2 separate regions of the Oryctolagus cuniculus genome follow, and region 2 is linked to region 1. Evidence: chromatin contacts called from public Micro-C data. All regions are on one chromosome and are shown on one strand. The core of a region is the stretch at or near the end of the contact, and the rest is flanking DNA. Distances in the headings are between cores, read along the strand shown.

The links. A called contact is a pair of places that touch in the nucleus more often than the background predicts.
Region 2: a contact with region 1 is called in a Micro-C map of ear pinna, with 11 times the contacts expected there. The contact joins the promoter of PDGFD here to the enhancer-like site in region 1. A contact is called at or near these places in 2 of 6 Hi-C or Micro-C datasets (ear pinna and embryonic fibroblasts).

What each region holds. Positions count from the first base shown.
Region 1 is chr1:95,381,879-95,384,758 of mOryCun1.1, reverse strand. No RefSeq gene overlaps it. Among named protein-coding and RNA genes, the nearest start is that of DDI1, 390 kb to the left of the region's middle. Within about 2 kb of position 1,523, at least 1 of the 8 cell types and tissues checked has an H3K27ac peak or open chromatin away from gene starts, as enhancers often do.
Region 2 is chr1:95,907,783-95,910,662 of mOryCun1.1, reverse strand. It overlaps PDGFD (platelet derived growth factor D), which reads left to right and starts at 1,478. Exons shown (of 7, transcript NM_001195762.1): 1 at 1,478-1,601. The coding sequence starts at 1,478.

The DNA.
Region 1 (2,880 bases), core at 274-2,773:
TGAAAAATACTGTTTGAGTACTAGTTATAGCATTAAATCTCAATGTACAGCACACTAAGGACAGAGATCCCACAAGAGGAGTAAGTGCACAGTGACTCTGGTTGTTGACTTAACAAATTAACACTCTTGTTTATGGCATCAGTAATCAACCTAGGCTCTTGTCATGAGCTGCCAAGGCTATGGAAGCCCCCCTGAGTTCACTGATTCTGATCATATTTAGACAAGGCCATGGTCAAAGTAGAAGTTCTCTCCTCCCTTCAGAGAAAGGTACCTCCTTCTTTGATGACCCATTCTTTCCACTGAGATCTCACTCGCAGAGATCTTTCATTTAGGTTTTTTTTTTCCCCAGAGTGTCTTGGCTTTCCATGCCTGAAATAGTCTCATGGGCTTTTCAGCCAGATCCACATGCCTTAAGGGCTGATTCTGAGGCCAGAGTGCTGTTTAGGACATCTGCCATTCTATGGGTCTGCTGTGCATCTCACTTCCCATGTTGGATCATTCTCTCCCTTTTTTATTCTATCAGCTAGTATTTGCAGACACTATTTTTTTATATGATCCCTTTGGTTCTTAGTCCTATCATTATGATCAATTGTGAACAGAAATTGATCACTGGGACTAATGAGATGGCATTGGTACATGCCACCTTGATGGGATTGAATTGGAATCCCCTGGTATGTTTCTAACTCTAGGGGGAGGACAGAACGCATCTGCTTGTTCACTCCCCAAACGCCCACAATAGCAGTGGCTGGGCCAAGCCATAGGTGAAACTCAATCCAGGGGCCAATGTAAGCGGTAGGATCTCACCTACTTGAGCTATCACCCGCTGTCTCCAAGGGTGCACACTAACAGGAAGCTGGATTCAGGATCCGAGCTGGGACAAGCACACCAGCACTCCAACAAGGGACATGAACATTTCCAACACCTTCGCAACTGTTGCAACCAACATCTGCTGCCAGTCTGTTCCTTAAGATGGGCAATAATTATATGTGTCTTGATTTTATGGAATTTCACCACGATGTATAATTATGATTTGTATACATTTCAATATATATCATAATGGAGTAAAAAGTTTATAAAAGGAAAAACAGGGCATGCGTAGTTCATTTGCCTCCAAGTAGCCACCTTGCTGAAGGGCTGTGGAGACATATGTACTCGTGTTTTAGGTAGGGAGCCTTTTGATAGAGGAGAAAGCCAACTTTCATGGACTTTCACTGAAGAACTTGAACCACATGTCCTTGCCTTAAACATCACTATAAGACCTTTGCAGAAGTGATGTTCTTGATTCTTCGCAGACAAAAAGAAGCAAAATTAACTTCATAGATTTTTATCAGGCTTTTAGTGGAGCAGGAGAAAGGAGGTTGGTGTTTATTAATGGAAAAATACAGGTCCAAAGGAGCAGTCACTTGCATTTTGAAGACTAAAAGACAAGCACAAACAGTGCATCCCCCTGACACTGGGCAGCTTAGGAGAGCTGAACTGAATTTCCTTCTCTCACATTCCTTTCCAAAAGCACTTTGCCATGAGAGTATTTCCTAGAACTGGAGAGTCACAGCTGTGGCAAAGACCTTTGGCCTGAAACGTTCTTGGCACTTGAGCTGCAGCAGTTTGCACTGGAACACATGAGTTGGTGCGCGGCTGTGTGCACCAGGAAAGGAACACTGCACTGGCATCTGTAAAGGATGGGGGACTGTGGGGCACCAGGCAGGACAAGCCTTTGCCTTCTCTTCTCTATGCGGATGCCATTTGTTTCTCCCCTTGGCATTAAAGAGAAACTCCACTTTATAAGAATCACACTGAACATGTGTACAGTGCAATGCCATTAAAAACATTCTTGGCGTGTTGTAAGTTACACTGACGTGAATTTCTGCGAGCCCAGCCTCTTCTGCAATTTCTGTTCTGGGTGCACTGCAGGAGGCTGGAACTCTGCTTTGTCTGGATCCGCGGTCATTAGTGTAGTGTGCTTTGATCACCCCCTGGTGTTGGATGTGTGGAAACGCAACAATGTCTGACCTTGAGTCAAAGCGAATCCATGAAAGCTATAGGTGGATTGATGAACCTGGAAGACTATGCATAAGGGATCCAAAAGACTACATCACCCCATAAACAATCTATTTATGATGGAGGAGGGGAGAGAGGGTGCTCACATGGAAGAGGGATTTTTCCATAGTCATGCCTGCAATTTGGCAAGCTAGAGAAGCCAGTCTTTAAAGCACATGGTGATTGGGTACTCTGGCACTTAGGTGACACAGGACATCTGCATGCATGGGCTGCTACCTGCCGGGAGTCCAGGAGGAGCAGCACCTGATAGGGAGGCAACAGTTGCAGTGTGTCTTCCTCTTCAGGCTGCACATTGCAGAAAGCATTGCTTGAGAGGAATGAATCCATCTATAAAATAGACTATAGGCCGGTGCCGCGGTTCAATAGGCTAATCCTCTGCCTGCAGCGCTGGCACACGGGGTTCTAGTCCCAGTCCGGGAACCGGATTCTGTCCCGGTTGCCCCTCTTCCAGGCCAGCTCTCTGCTGTGGCGTGGGAAGGCAGTGGAGGATGGCCCAAGTCCTTGGGCCCTGTACCCGCATGGGAGACCAGGAGAAGCATCTGGCTCCTGGCTTCAGATCAGTGCGGTGCACCGGCCACAGCGCGCTGGCCACGGCAGCCATTGGAGGGTGAACCAACAGTAAAGGAAGACCTTTCTCTCTGTGTCTCTCTCTCTCTCTCACTGTCCACTCTGCCAGTCAAAAAAAAAAAAAAAAAAAAAAAGACTACAGGCCACTCCCTGAAAGTCACTAGGTCATATATTGATCTGCACAAGTCAAATCAAAACCTTAGATAATTATCACTGGATTAGTGTTCTAATTTTAACCACTCACATCCCCTCACT
Region 2 (2,880 bases), core at 229-2,728, 530 kb before region 1:
CAGCCGCTTGCAGCTCCCTGGTTATGGATAACACTTCCTATACCACAGGCTTCCAGGAGCCGGAAGGCCTTGAAGAGAGTGGAAAATTTCCTTTATAGGTCTTGGTGCAAAGTTGAGAATTATGGAGATTTGGATTTGGATTCAGTTAGAAATAAGGCAATACACGAACGCTTTTTTTTTTTTTTCATATCATACTCAACACCATCATACAGACTAAGAATTGCTGACTTCACTTCGTAAATATGAGAAACTGAAGTTCAGGAGGCCCAATAATTTGTTCTGGCTAGTAAGGGGGGGGGGGGTCTGGACTCACTTGGGCGTTTCTGGAACCCAGAGCCAGCCCCTCTGGACTGCCCGGTTTCCAGACAGAGGGAAGAGAGGGGATCTGCCTGCCTCTTTCCACGGGCAGTGAAGGCAGAGGAGCGCGAGACTCAGGGCACCTGCTCACCTTGCTCAGTCTATCCCTGCTCTACCCGACCCTGCACTGCAGCCCCCCTGTCCTGTACAGGGAGCGAGGGCAGGCATGGGAGCACCATTGATGTACCCTTGGCACTCCACCACTTTGAGTCATCACCAGGCATGCAGCCCTGGGCAGGGGAAAGGAAGCGCTGGCCTCATATCCTCGCTTCCAGACATTATCCTTGCCTCACCTGAAGTTACACTGTTTGGAGCCCACAAGGAAAAACCCGGAATCAAACTCGCTTGCAACAACATTTTTTCACCACACCTACAGAAGAATCTTGATGAAGTAGAATCCCATGTGGTTACTGTAAAAGACACTCTCCTCCCAATTCCATGCGTCCTCCCCAAATCCCAAGCCTCCAAGGCAAGAACCGTCTTGAAGGTGGACGCGAGAGTCACCTTTGGAGAAATACCCAGACTGTATTTTCTCCCACTTCCTCCTGGCCACTCCCCGCCGCCCCCACCCCCCCGTTGCCTTTCTGGTCCCACAACTAGGGTAAAGTCAAGGGCAATGAGCAGCGTCCTGGCCCCCTGTCAAACTGGGCATGCTCAGAGGCGGCAGAGGAGGTTTGGGCCGGGCCCGGGCAGCAGGGGTGCTTGCGCCGCTACTCCCAGCCAGAGAGAGCTGTCGGAGCGCAGGGACCACAGCCGCCGCCACCGCCCTGGGAGGACGCGGCTGCCGCGCTCGCCTGCCGGGCCGGCCGCGGCGCCGCCCGCTCCCTGCAGCCTGTGCTGCAGCTGCTGGCCACCGGAGGGGGCAAACAAACGTCAACCTGTTGTTTGTCCCGTCACCGTGTATCAACTCCGAGCACCAGCACAAGGAAGTGCGGCACGCACACGCGCTCGGAAAGTTCAGCATGCAGGAAGTTTGGGGCGAGCTCGGCGACTAGCAAGGCGGCCCGGGCCAGCGCGCGGCGAGCGCAGGCGGCGAGGGGCACGGCGGCTCGGCGTCCGTCCCAGGAGCGGAACCCGGCTTTTTCAGGGAGCGACACTGACCCGAGGTCGCCAATCCCAAATGCACCGGCTCATCCTCGTCTACACTCTAGTGTGCGGAAACTTCTGCAGCTCTCGGGACACTTCGGCCACCCCGCAGAGCGCATCCATCAAAGCTTTGCGCAACGCCAATCTCAGGCGAGATGGTAAGAGGAGCCGTTTTCTTTTTTAATTAAGGAATAGAAATCAGGTTTGCTGTTGTCCTCATTGTTTTCTGCATGTGTTTTCTCCTTTTGGAGTCTTGCCTATGAGCCCAGGCAGAACGCCGCGTTCGGGAAGGGAGGATCCCGTGCCTGTCCTAAGTCCTGAGAGAGTCCCTTGTTCCGGAATGGGACTGAGGAGAAGTGGACATGTGCAGGTGGAATAGGTCAGGACAGGCGGTATCTTGCTGCACCCCAGAGAAATCATTCTCGTCTCCAGGAGTCTGATACCAGGATGCGGGCGCCTTATCCCAGACTTGGAGAAAGTTGCACGCTGTGCCGCCCCTGGGGCAAGCTCTTAACCTTTTGAAAAATCGGGCCTTGGTGATAGGTAGAGGGACTCAAGAGTGCCATTCTTCGGCTGGTTTATTATTTATTTATTTATAATGCGGAGGCGAGGGATAATGCGTTTCAGTGGAGCGACTGTACTTTAAGCTCAATTTTCAGAACAAGGTGTTGGGCAGCAAGCATGTTGCCGGCTCAGCCCCTTAAGGGACTTTCACGTTGGAGCTGAGTGAGCATGGTTCAGAAACTGAACCCAGGGCTTCTGGGGCTGCATCTGTGCTCCAGGGGGAGCTGGCTTCAGCTGTTACCTTTCTTGGCCCAAGCAGACTTTCCAACTGTTTGCAAGGAGTCAGGCTTTTGAAACAGCCATCCCAAGCCAGGTGCCCAGCAGGCATGCTTGTTTTCCTTTACTCTGGAGGACACCTGGGTCATTCACTCCCAGGGATTCTAAATTGAGTTTATTTACCTTCTGGGGCCTCTGCTGATATCTGAAGCTGATTTATTCTTCAATTCCCAGCTGCAGCTGATGGGCCCAGCGATTTGCAGCTGTTCCTGTCATGTACCTGAACTGACCCCTTGGTTTGGTCTTTTTGTTTGTTGCTACATTAAGGCTTTCTCTCTTGCTTGCTTCAAATTCTAATACACACAGCTATTCTTAATATTTGGCTGGCAACATTTAACTGTCTGACTTGGTAACTTCATATAAGTCATCTTATTACCTTATCAGTTGCTTTCTTGGTATGCTCTTAATTTGGACTTCATCAGAAGACTTTGGGACTTTGAAGAAAAAAAACTTTATTGTGCTCTCTGATGACAAGTAGACTCCGGATTTCATTGTGCTCAAGGCACTTGAAGTGATAGAGGTGGTGGCTGGGGAAGCGCAGAGTCACCTTACTTCATAAAAATGCTTTTGTATAAAATATTCCAGCAGTGCAGTTTT